Regions from separate parts of the Mus musculus genome. Here region 1 is linked to region 2. A link is a contact called in public HiChIP or PLAC-seq data. All regions are on one chromosome and are shown on one strand. The core of a region is the stretch at or near the end of the contact, and the rest is flanking DNA. Distances in the headings are between cores, read along the strand shown.

The links. HiChIP or PLAC-seq counts read pairs in DNA pulled down with a chosen protein or histone mark.
Region 1: an HNF4G HiChIP or PLAC-seq map of pancreatic cancer cells shows a contact between it and region 2. The contact joins two enhancer-like sites. A contact is called at or near these places in 2 of 115 datasets of contacts at active chromatin or transcription factors (astrocytes and pancreatic cancer cells).

The regions. Positions count from the first base shown.
Region 1 is chr9:56,898,569-56,904,606 of GRCm38.p6, reverse strand. It overlaps Cspg4 (chondroitin sulfate proteoglycan 4), which reads right to left. Exons shown (of 10, transcript NM_139001.2): 10 at 4,737-6,038. The coding sequence ends at 5,717. Among named protein-coding and RNA genes, the nearest start is that of Snx33, 27 kb to the left of the region's middle. Within about 2 kb of position 3,181, at least 77 of the 459 cell types and tissues checked have an H3K27ac peak or open chromatin away from gene starts, as enhancers often do. A contact at or near this core is called in pancreatic cancer cells, where this site is marked.
Region 2 is chr9:56,269,452-56,275,828 of GRCm38.p6, reverse strand. All of the region lies in intron 3 of Peak1 (pseudopodium-enriched atypical kinase 1), which reads left to right. All of the region lies in intron 5 of Peak1os (a long non-coding RNA gene), which reads right to left. Among named protein-coding and RNA genes, the nearest start is that of Peak1os, 31 kb to the right of the region's middle. Within about 2 kb of position 2,073, at least 53 of the 459 cell types and tissues checked have an H3K27ac peak or open chromatin away from gene starts, as enhancers often do. A contact at or near this core is called in pancreatic cancer cells, where this site is marked.

The DNA of each region.
Region 1 (6,038 bases), core at 1,932-4,431, 630 kb before region 2:
CCTGGCTGTCCTGGAACTCACTTTGTAGACCAGGCTGGCCTCGAACTCAGAAATCCGCCTGCCTCTGCCTCCTGAGTGCTGGGAACCCATGCACTGTATTGTGCTCTGTGTATGCCAATGGCCTGTAGCCTTGTTGAAATCTCACTCAGCCATCCGGAGAAGAACCTGGGAGCCCCCATTTCCTTTTCTCAACCTAGAGCTTTCTATAACTGCTTAGGGGAAGGCTCTGTCACTGGGCTGCAGCCCAACCTGGTTCTTTGTTTTTAAGATAGGGTCTCATACAGCCCACACTGGTTGTGAACTCCTGATCCTCCTGCCTCTACCCCCTAAATGCTGAGATGACAAGAATGTGGCTTCCATGCCCTGCTTACCTGTCCTTTCTTTCTAACAAGTTCACAAGTAATGCTATTAGCCCACAGAGGACTTTGAGCAGCAAAGAGGATACCCATTTCTTCTGCATCATTGCACCCCAGAGACTGGGCCCTGGGAGCCCTCTGCAAACCACCCTGATTGAGCATCAGAATGTTAGCTTGGGAATAGCTTCAGTGGCTTCTCTGGCTAATAGTGCTCAGGTCTGGGGACAGGAGATCTCTAGCCCCAGCCTCACTCTTGTTTACGCAGAAAAGTCCTTTCTTAGTTACTGCTGATTTAGCCAAAGGGTTGTTTCACATCTGAAATGGAAAGGAACACAGTTCAACCCACTCATTATCTTGATGGCCACAGGAGGCCCTCTGAGGAGGTGACGCCCTTTATGAGGACAGCAGCCATCAGTTAAAGACTATGATTCATGACACTGAGGATGAAACCATGCTCAACTCCTGTGGCTGCCTGCTGTCTCCTCAATGGAAATGCCCAGCTATCTGTCAGAGAAGGGAGCAGACGAGAGTAGGCTAGCCCTCCCATTCTGGACTTCTCCTAATGGATCAGCTCCACTGGCTTGAGGCACATGCACATAGTTCCTCAGTTACTTTCTGGAATATCTGGGCCTCCTCAGGAAGGGTTAAGTGGATTTCTATTTGTATCTACCTCAGCAATTTCTGCTTATTGTGCCAAGACCTGAGTAATCTTAGGGGTTACTGCAAAATACATAGGAGAGCACTTACTGGGAGGGGACCCAGGACAAGATGGACATCAGGCCAACCTTACCTACTTGCCAGGACTCCTCCCATGCTGTGCACAGGAAAGGGACCCAACCAAAGAATCTGGAGTCCTGCCCTTGGACCATCACTCCTTTCAGATCTGTATCTTGTGGAAAGTGAGGAAGACTCCAGCAGCTCTAGCAGTTTCTATTGGTCAGGGGAGGTTAGGCTGGAGTTGGAAGAAGCACTTCTCTGGCTTCCTATTGGAAGATGAGAGTTCTAACTCAGTGAACTGCACAATTGCCATAGCATCCACACTTAAAGGGCCAGCTTCTTTTTTTTTTTAAACTTTTTTAAAGATTTATTTATTATTTATTATATGTAAGTACACTGTAGCTGTCTTCAGACACTCCAGAAGGGGGAGTCAGATCTCATTACGGATGGTTGTGAGCCACCATGTGGTTGCTGGGATTTGAACTCTGGACCTTCAGAAGAGCAGTCAGGTGCTCTTACCTGCTGAGCCATCTCACCAGCCCAAGGGTCAGCTTCTTAATGGGCTCCCTTCTTTAGACTCTTAGGCAATAGGCAGTTTCCAAGCTTGGGGGTCTAGAGATCTGGGGATCCTTATACCCATGGGTTCTTCTTCTCCTCCTCCTCCTCCTCCCTCTCCTCCTTCTCCCCCTCCCCCTCCTCCTTCTTCTTCTACTACCCCTCCTCCTTCCTCCTTTTTTCTTTTTTTAAAGATTTATTTATTTATTATATGTAAGTACATTGTAGCTGTCTTCAGACACTCCAGAAGAGGGAGTCAGATCTCTTTACGGATGGTTGTGAGCCACCATGTGGTTGCTGGGATTTGAACTCTGGACCTTCGGAAGAGCAGTCGGGTGCTCTTACCCACTGAGCCATCTCACCAGCCCTCCTCCTTCTTTTAAAAAAATTTTTTTTTGAGACAAGATTTTTCTGTGTAGCCCTATTTGTCTTGCTGTCTTGGCACTCTCTCTGTAGACCAGGCTGGCCTTGAACTCAGAGTTCCATCTGCCTTTGCCTCTCAAGTGCTGGGATTAAAGGCTTGCACTACCACCAAATGGCTTTCTCTTTTCAACGATGTTTGTATAGGTCCTTTAATGGGTAGAATGTCCTGACCCTGTAGCTCCTAGGCCTTTGGGAGGGCCACAGGCAAAGGGCACATGCTTCCAAAGCTGGTATACATTTTTCATAGGTTGCATATTATCTAGACAAGTACTGATCTCTGCGCTGTGTGTCCAAATGTTATGAGAAAACCCATGTTCACATATATAACCATGTGTGTTTGTGTAGGTATATATATAAAAAAAAAGAGGGTGATGTTTTCAACATCATAAACATTGGTTACAGATCAAGTTCCTATCTATTTCCAGAGCCTAGGAAGAACAAGCTCCTTAGGAAAGGAAAGATGATGTAGTTGTCTTTTTTTGTTTGTTTGCTTTTTGTTTGCTTGTTTGTTTTTCGAGACAGGGTTTCTCTGTGTAGCCCTGTCTGTCCTGGAACTCACTTTGTAGACCAGGCTGGCCTCAAACTCAGAAATCCACCTGCCTCTGCCTCCTGAGTGCTGGGATTAAAGGCGTGCGCCACCACGCCCGGCTGTTTGTTTTAAAGGTTTAATTTTTAAGCATACATGCCTACATGTATGTTTGTGTGCCATGTGTGTGCCTGGTGCCCACAGAGGCCACAGGGGAGTGTTGGATCCCCAGAACTGGACTTACAGTTAGCTGTGAGCCACCATGTGGGTGTTGGGGTTCAGACTTGGCTCTCATAACCACTGAAACATCTCTCCAGCCCTGCATCCTACCAGTAAGCTTTATCTCCAGCTTCTGTGAACTATTTAGTAGAGGGGAAGGAACCCTGCCCTTAAGTTTTAGGAGTATATTTGAAAGGGTTTCACACACACACACACACACACACACACACACACACACACACACACACACGCTCGGCTGTGTCGTGAAAGACTCAGGTCCCAGCACGGCTGTGGGCACAATGTCTGGGTACCAGCTTACCACCTAGCCCAGGCTCGGAGCAGCAGAGCAGTGTCAGCCTGTGCCAGTGCCTGGGGGCAGGGCAGGGCAGGGCAGGCTGTGTGAATAGAGGGTGTTGTCAGTCCTCTAGGGGAAACAGGAGATGAGGGCAGATCCTGCCTGGCAGGTTTGTCACCCACATCTCTGCTTACACTTTCAGGGACGCTCCTTACTCTGGGTGGAGACTGGCTCATGGTAGCAAGGCCCTGAGGAGCCAGCCTTAACTTCCTGGGAGTGGCAAGGTGGAGCTGTGAGTGTTATACGGGGATGTTCTTGGTCTTCGAGAGCAGAGACATCACATTTATAAAAAGGAAACTAGTGTTGGCAGTTTAAGACACAGAGTATTTCTGGAGGCTATATTCTGGGGAGGTACAAGGCAGAGGGGTGGGAAATGATTTTTCACGGCAGTGTTCTCAGTGCGGCACCACCGAAGCCTTGCTGGGTCTCATCTATCGTTACTCTGTTGTGTGGCTCTAGTTGGGTCTCATACCCTCTCTGATTCTGTCTCCCTGTCCCTCCTGTCCCTCTGGAGATCTTTTTGTTGGTAATCCACCTGGTTCCAAGTTTCCTGCCTGACGTCTCTGAGAGGGGGCCGGATGTTAAAATGAACACGATGCCGTGAGAGAGTGTTGTCTGGAGGCAGGCAGGGTGGTGAGCAGGAGCGAGGCTCAAATGTTACAGATACTGGGGACACGTGCAGAGGAAACCCTAGCCCCCAGAGCAGGTCAGCTGCCAAAGGCTGCTTTCTGCCCTTCACCTCTAACTTCCTGTTCTTAGGCCTCGTGGAGTCCCACGGTTTCCCAGAGCACAGAAACCTACTGCCTCCTCCCTTTTGCTCAGACAGGATCTCTGAGAGCCGGATTGGCCTTCAATTTTTTTAGGGTCAAGAATGACTTTGGGGTTGGAGAAATGGCTCAGCTGTTAAGAGCACAGACTGTTCTTCCAGAGGTCCTGAGTTCAACTCCCAGTAACCACATGGTGGCTCACAATCTTCTGTAATGGGGTTTGATGCCCTCTTCTGGTGTGTCTGAAGAGAGCAATGGTGTATTCATATACAAAAAAAAAGTAATCTTAAAAAGACTTTGAACTCATTCTTATGCTCCTGCCTCCTAAGTACTGGGATTATAAGCAAGAGACATCAATTCAGCTTATGTTTCTTTTCTAATGACTTCAGCCCATTTTCAAGACCAGATAATTCCCTGGGCCAGAGTTTGCTTCCATTGCCCCTGATCTTGCATCATCCTCTTGTAGGAAGGGCCAGAGGATTCTATTTGCCTTGTGGCTCACATAATGGCCTTTCTTTTGGAGACCTGGGATCTCATGACCCATTGCTAGCTGAATGATCTGCTCTAGGGGGTATGACTTTCCTGTGTCTGCATTGGTTCCCCTCCTTTAGAGAAATACCTGGGTTCTCCTACTGAAGGACGGAGATTGTAAAATGTTCCACACAAAAGTCTGCCTGTCCAATCTTCCCTTTATGCACTGTGTCCCCAACTTTGACACCCCCCATGTCCCTTACTTTTGCTTCTGCAGCCACAATGAAAGGAGGCTGGGGGAGGAATAGGGCCTTGGAGGCCAAAACCCAGGCCAAGGAGTCTATGGCTGGGAGCATTTATTTATTTATTTATTTTTATTTTTCCCTGACGTTCCCTGTAGCGTAAGGGCTTTGGTCCCATCTCAACAAACAGCCCATCTGCCTGTACAGGTGAGAGTAGAGGACTTTGGGAATGCCCCAGGAGGTGGAAATTCAAGAGCTTGTCCAGATTTGTCCATCCCCACCCCCCATGAAGCGAGGCCACATGGCCTGCCCCAGGGGAGTGAAGCTGCCACGGATAGGAGCCCAGTGCACAAACTCAAACGACGCACAGCTGCTCGGAGCCTCCGAAGCACCATTCGCCACGGCTCAGTGGAGTCAAGTGTCTTCGTTTGCCTGCTCCCTAGTCTTGAGGAGAGCATGGCCACCAGGGTGGCCTCTAACACTCCCAGTCCAAGCACTGACAGTTGCTGGCCAGTGCTTCGGGCGCTCCACCACAGGGCTTTGTGGGTGACATGACTTCAGACCTTTGTCTATCCCGTGTACTCCAGGGCTTCATCAGGCCTGGCTAGGCCAGCACCATGTTAAATAGCTTTCTTGCCTTAAATTAACCAACCCCAGAGCAACCCCACCCATCTTGCACCTTGAATATATTAATCTATTGCCTAACATTCCTCCCCATTCGGCTTCAGGAAAACACCAGAGAGGGTGCTCTCGTTCCCCTGACCTTGGCAGTCTGGGTCAGGATTTATCTAAGGTCACAGTTCCAGGACCCGGAGTTGTGACCCATCTAGGATGCTTTCCTGTTTTCTGCAGTGAGCTGACTTTAGCTGCCTCTCACCTTGGCCCCATGGCGCTCCAGGTCTAAGAGAGCCGAGGAAGTCTCCAGCTCTTGACCCCACTCATTCCAGCTGTCTCCCAGCTCCCTCCACCCCTGGCATCTCAAGGTCTTTTTTTTTTTTTTGGCTCTGGAGATCCTCAGGCCAGACCAGGGTACAGCAACAGTGGGCCTGGTGGATGGGTGGGCAGCATCTGGTACAGGCCAGGTCTCACACCCAGTACTGGCCATTCCTGAGGGCAGGATTGGGTGTCCGGCAAAACTGCAATAGTTCTGGGTCAGGCTGGCCTCCTGGTGGGGGCCCCTGGCCAGGCACAGTTATGAGTGGAATAGCTTGGCCTGGCTCTACCTTTCGAAAGGTCTCTGTGTCACCGGCTAGGCCATTGCGGGGTTTGGCGGTCAACACCTGGACATCGTGCTTGCCCGTCTTGTTGCGTTTGCGGAGGTAGAAGAGCAGAGGCAAGATAAGGGCCAGGAGCAGGAGGATCAGGCACACCGGAATGATGATGCTGAACATGTTGGCCTCTAAGAAG
Region 2 (6,377 bases), core at 824-3,323:
CTGCAAAGCTTCTGCAAGTCAAAAGACACCGTCAATAAGACAAAAAGACCACCAACAGATTGGGAAAGGATCTTTACCTATCCTAAATCAGATAGGGGACTAATATCCAACATATATAAAGAACTCAAGAAGGTGGACTCCAGAAAATCAAATAACCCCATTAAAAAATGGGGCTCAGAACTAAACAAAGAATTCTCACCTGAGGAATACCGAATGGCAGAGAAGCACCTGAAAATGTTCAACATCCTTAATCATCAGGGAAATGCAACTCAAAACAACCCTGAGATTCCACCTCACACCAGTCAGAATGGCTAAGATCAAAAATTCAGGTGACAGCAGATGCTGGCGAGGATGTGGAGAAAGAGGAACACTCCTCCATTGTTGGTGGGATTGCAAGCTTGTACACCCACTCTGGAAATCAGTCTGGCGGTTCCTCAGAAAATTGGACATAGTACTACCGGAGGATCCAGCAATACCTCTCCTGGGCATATATCCAGAAGATGTTCCAACCGGTAAGAAGGACACATGCTCCACTATGTTCAGAGCAGCCTTATTTATAATAGCCAGAAGCTGGAAAGAACCCAGATGCCCCTCAACAGAGGAATGGATACAGAAAATGTGGCACATTTACACAATGGAGTACTACTCAGCTATTAAAAATGAATTTATGAATTTATGAAATTCCTAGGCAAATGGATGGACCTGGAGGGCATCATCCTGAGTGAGGTAACACAATCACAAAGGAACTCTCATAATATGTACTCACTGATAAGTGGATATTAGCCCAAAACTTAGAAGACCCAAGATATAAGATACAATTTGCTAAACGCATGAAACTCAAGAAGAATGAAGACCAAAGTGTGGACACTGTGCCCCTTCTTAGAAATGGGAACAAAACACCCATGGAAGGAATTACAGAGACAAAGTTTGGAGCTGTGATGAAAGGATGGACCAACTAGAGACTGCCATATCCAGGGATCCACCCCATAATCAGCTTCCAAAAGCTCACACCATTGCATACACTAGCAAGATTTTGCTGAAAGGACCCAGATAGAGCTGTCTCATGTGAGACTAGGCAGGGGCCTAGCAAACACAGAAGTGGATGCTCACAGTCAGCTATTGGATGGATCACAGGGCTCCCAATGGAGGAGCTAGAGAAAGTACCCAAGGAGCTAAAGGGATCTGCAACCCTATAGGTGGAACAACAATATGAACTAACCAGTACCCTGGAGCTCTGGACTCTAGCTGCATGTGTATCAAAAGATGGCCTAGTTGGCCATCACTGGAAAGAGAGGCCCATTGGACACACAAACTTTATATGCCCAGTACAGGGGAACGCCAGGGCCAAAAAAATGGGAATGGGTGGGTAGGGAAGTTGGGGGGAGGGTATGGGGGGCTTTTGGGATAGCATTGGAAATGTAATTGAGCAAAATACGTAATAAAAAATATTAAAAAAAAAAAAGGTTATACTTCCTAACCATCCCCCAAATAGCGCCACCAACTGGGGACTATGTGTTCAAACATCTGAGCCTCCTGGGGACATTCTCACCCTAATCATCACAAGGGAGAACAAGGGATACTTGTCTGCTGTGTCTGCCTTTTTTTTCCCTTTCCTTTCTTAAACATCATGATCTCTAGCACAAAGGACAGTCTTAAGAGGTTTCACCAGTATCAAGCTTTAAAGTCTATATATTAATCCCAAATTTTCCAAATTATATAACTTGAAAAGCTTTACTTCTTAATTTTACTGCTTCTCCATGTCCAAACATCTTTCCCCAACCCCTACCATAAAGAGATAATCAGGCCTACCTCTCTCTAGGTTGATGAGAGAGCAGCGAGGAACACATCATATCCTGAACATCGTCTCTTCATTATTTTATTTGATCATCAGAGAAAATTCAGTGTCCATTTTTATCTTAATATATTCATGGCCCCTTTCCAAGAACATCAGGTACCTTGGAAGTAGCCTGACATTTAGCCAAAGACATGAATGACTAATTCAGAGTTGCATCTTAAAGACAGAAGCAGGATTTGGGTTTCCAACCACAACTATGTTAAACATCACACTTAGACCACACTTGTTCCCCGTGTGCATCTGATTCATCTGCTTTTTGTAGGAGTTGGTATTTATTTTTGCCTTCTGTGTTGCTTCAAGTCAGACAAAGCTTTGATATTAACTCTTACTGCAGTCTTCTGGCGAGAGCTGGCTGTGACCTGGGAGTGGTGGTGTGCTCAGCACATCACTCTTCACATTCAGGTGTTCAAGGACCATCATGCTTGCTCATTCATTCATTCATTCATTCGTTCCATCTTACCTCCCTCCCTCCTTCCTTTGTAGATTTATGGTGCATTTATCAATTGTACTTTCACAGTTATGCAATAGACTGTTGTTTAGAGTAATTTGGAAGTTGTCTAGTCTCCTTAGGTTGTCTTGGGCATTGCTTTCCCTTCGCTGAGTCAGGGGTCTGTTTCCTTAGGGTAGCTATGTTTTGTGTTTGAGTTGATATATGATTGGTTTTGATATTTTGTCTTACTGGATTTTATCTCAAAATATGAGGCTTGTTTTTTTTTTAATATGTTTTCATTTTGTGTATATGGGTTTAGTTTTAGGTATCACATGTGTGTCTGGTGCCTGCAGAGGCCAGGAAGAGTCAGACCTCCAGGAACTGGAGTTAGAGGTGGTGTGAGCACCGTGCTCTTACCTGCAGAGCTGTTTCTGCAGCCCCAGAACTTAAAAGTCTTAGAAAACCTACTCTATGCTGAATGCTACCCCAAAATATTTTTCATTTAAATTGTCTACTATGACCAAAACTTTGAAAGCAGTAGGTCTATCGGAAATTATTAAACCATAGTAATGGAATTTTTAAAGATTATTCAATCATTGCCCAGAAACCTCATCATGAAAATGTTCATGTCATTTTACTTTTAATTACATTCAAACTAATTAAATTCTTCTTGAATGCTGTATTAAACTCTACCTCTTGATTTTAAGCAAGAGCCCAAGGAAAATAATAAAAATTGCCTTTGCCACTAGGGAGATTTTTCTGGTCTATAACTGCAAATTTTGTTGTTTCTATTATTGGCTTGCACTCTTCTAAGGATTCTTTGGGGTAATACTTTCATTTTAAGCAACAGCCATTGCCACACATCATAAACAAGCACCGGGGCCTCAAAGCTCTGTCTTGTGGGCTTCTTTTAGAAGGTGGTGTGTATTGTCTTCAACTTTGAAGGTACCCTTCTAAATCACACTTTTTATCATAATCCCTAAATTCCCCAAAGGGATCATATTGAAACTTCTTTTAGAGTTAAGTTCCTCTTATGAGTTGAATTTTCAAGGAGCAATCTTTTTCCCCACCATTTCCTTATTTTCTGTGGGAGATGACTAATGTTTGTCATTGATCGCTATATGCCAGGCAGTAAACTTACCTCATGGTACTCCGTGGTTCACTGCCTCCTTATCTAATCTGCTGCTCTGGTGTTTTAGTGCTTTCAGCAAACCAGAAGACATTGTTTCCTATAACTCTAGAGAGATTTGGGCAATTTTCTATTAGGATATGTTTGAAATGATGGTGACAAAGGATAAAACAGAAGAGTCGTGAATGGAGATAAGAAAACAAATGAGTTCTAAGATTTCTCCCTCTTTTGAGACCTGCCGATAGGTTATGTGCCTCTGTCCACTGCAAACAGTGCTTGAGGAGGATCCAACCATGCACACTGTCAAACAGGGTGCCCCTGTACTTTGTAACTCCTTCAGGTAGGGAAGCTCTGGCTCCCACTGCCTGGCAGACAAACAGAGGAGGAAGGGAGGAGACTCAAGAACACTGTTTAATCTCTTTCATCCATTGTCCCTTTAAAACCAACCTTGATAAGTTTGTAAGCGCTTTCTCTACAGCAGAAAGCTGCAGAGTCAGTGTTTAGGTCGCTCTAGCTTAAGGAGGTTGAGTAGATTATGGAGGGATAGCAGGGCTCATGGCTGCTTAACATGAAATATCGAGCGATCTAGAGGGAAACACAAGTGTGATGGTATTACTGCTGCAAATCATTGTGGGAGATGCTCGCGAGCTTCACGGTAAGGCTGCACCTTCCGTGGGCGCTCATTTACAGAGCCGCTTCCTCAGGATAGAGCGTCAGCAACACATGTCTAATAGGTACATTCATTTTAATATGCTCATTCATTGAATAGTCCTGATTAATTAGTACATGTCACCATCTGGTACTTAGTGAGACTATTCATTTTTTAAATGTTGAAATTGCAGGGAATGGTGCACACCAATTAAAATCCTTTTAACTGGATTGTGTTGGTATAAAGTATACGTGTAGGAGGACTTCATTGGAATTCAGCACGCATCTCAGGGTACATGCATCAGCCTGAAGTCAATTAGAACAAAGAAAGTCAAGAGAGGGGAAAATGAAGGAAGCGCCGTCCGTTTTGTAAACGTGTCTGCTCCTGCGCTAGGCATTGCTTGTTTCTCCTCTCGCTCCTCCTGGTGTCCTCCCACAGCTCTGTCTGGGAGATCCTGTCTCTCACTCTCCATTTTTACCTTCCTTTTGTGGATGGGGTCCCTCACATCCTCATCTCCTCCCTAACCCATTCACTCATTAAGACATGAGAATGAGTGGATACTTTTGTGTCACCACAGTAAATATCTACCACCCTACCCCTCTCTGCCTTTGGGGAGATGAGCATCAGGTACCAATGGTTTTTGGCTAACTTTTGTGAGTTTGAAATCTTTAATATTAAACCATTTTAATTAGATAATCACTTAGTTTTGCTGTGACCTGGTTTTTATGCAAAATACAATTTGGAGTGCTTTTCCTCCTATTTTTAAAAGTTGTTCTAATTGAGTTTATTTTATAATCTAATAAATGTAAATAATAAAACCATTTGTATGAAAATGTTTCCAAAACATATTCACACTTTTGTGGCTTTGTTTCTTGTTAAACATAGCATATTAAACATAATTTAACATTTTTTGCTGCCCGCTGTAATTAGTGTCAATGTCCAACACAATGCTATTCTAGAATATGGTAATGCTATTAAGGTATATAGGGCTGTTTGCCCTGTATTGAAATGCTTTGGGGTTTTCAAGCTTGCATTTTCATGTTTTATCTCCCCATCTGCTGCTGGGAGTCCCTTGTTGCTATATGAATGTTTCTGTCTTCAGTAAAACTAGATAGCTCCACACCACTCATTTATCTATTCCAGAAGCAGAGCAGTGCCATAATAGACTGAGAAATGTCTTACCTTCAAGTACCTAAAATTAATAAGGGAAGGAAATATACAAATAGCTGTGAGTGGCATGTGATAGGGACTCGGGGAAGGATCAGTTCACTTTAGGAGTAAGATGAGCACCATCTCGGGGGAGTTCACTTTGACTTGGTCTGTAGAATTTTGAGCAAGTGTTACAGGAGTGAACATGTAGGAAAGGATGCTTTTAAAAGATGAAAGATAGTAACAGGAGCATGCATTACCTTTTATTCTCTGGAGTTCAAGTGTATTATATAGACAGCTGAGACCTCTTTGTGATTTTATGGAGAAATAAGATACAAAACGGGCTTTTTTTTTTTAAAGGGAAATTAGGAAACAGCAATATGTCATCTCAGTATTCCATTCGAAAAGCAAATCTAGGACCCACATTTGGTTTGTAGGAGGTGGGTCAAAAGGAGAAGGTAGATTAGAAAACTAAAATTCAGCCATTGAAATAAGACTTGGCTATTGCATGAGATGGACCATTCAGAGTTGACCCAGCCTGAGAGTTTCCAATGTTGTGAAATGGCCAAGGACTGAGTATATTGTGGAGGAAAGCTAGTCAGTTGTCTGTGAAGAGAGGTCTACAGGTAACTAGAAGCTGTTGTCTAGTTGTCTGAAGTGTTTCAGAAGACAGGAGCAAGAAGTGTAGATTCTGGGACTGTTGCATCCTTAAATATTTGCAAATGGACAAAACCATGGGAAAAATCATTAGATTTCCTCCCTTTTTTATTTCAGTATCAGAAATCAAACCTGGGGCATCGCACATTTAGTCTGGGTAATCAACTTATGTCTGACCCAGAAGGGCAAGTAGCAAGATTTTGGCTTTTGTTTGTTTGTTTGTTTTTTGTTTTTGAGTGACAAAGGTTGTTATATCTTCATTTTCTGATTTTTTTCATAATATAAAGAATTAAGTTTTTCTTCATTTAAAAAGAAAGTTAGGTCCATAAAGCATAAAATTGTTTGAGTAACTTGGATTAACTTACATAGGTAGTTAGAGGTATCTTTGATCTTCATTATCTGTGCATTGTAAGTGTTCTTGTGGTGATGGGATGTTAAAATAGGCACAGAAGAGATACCAAGTGCTCTGCTCAGCATAAGAGCTATGAGCTTAGCACTTCTTCAGGAC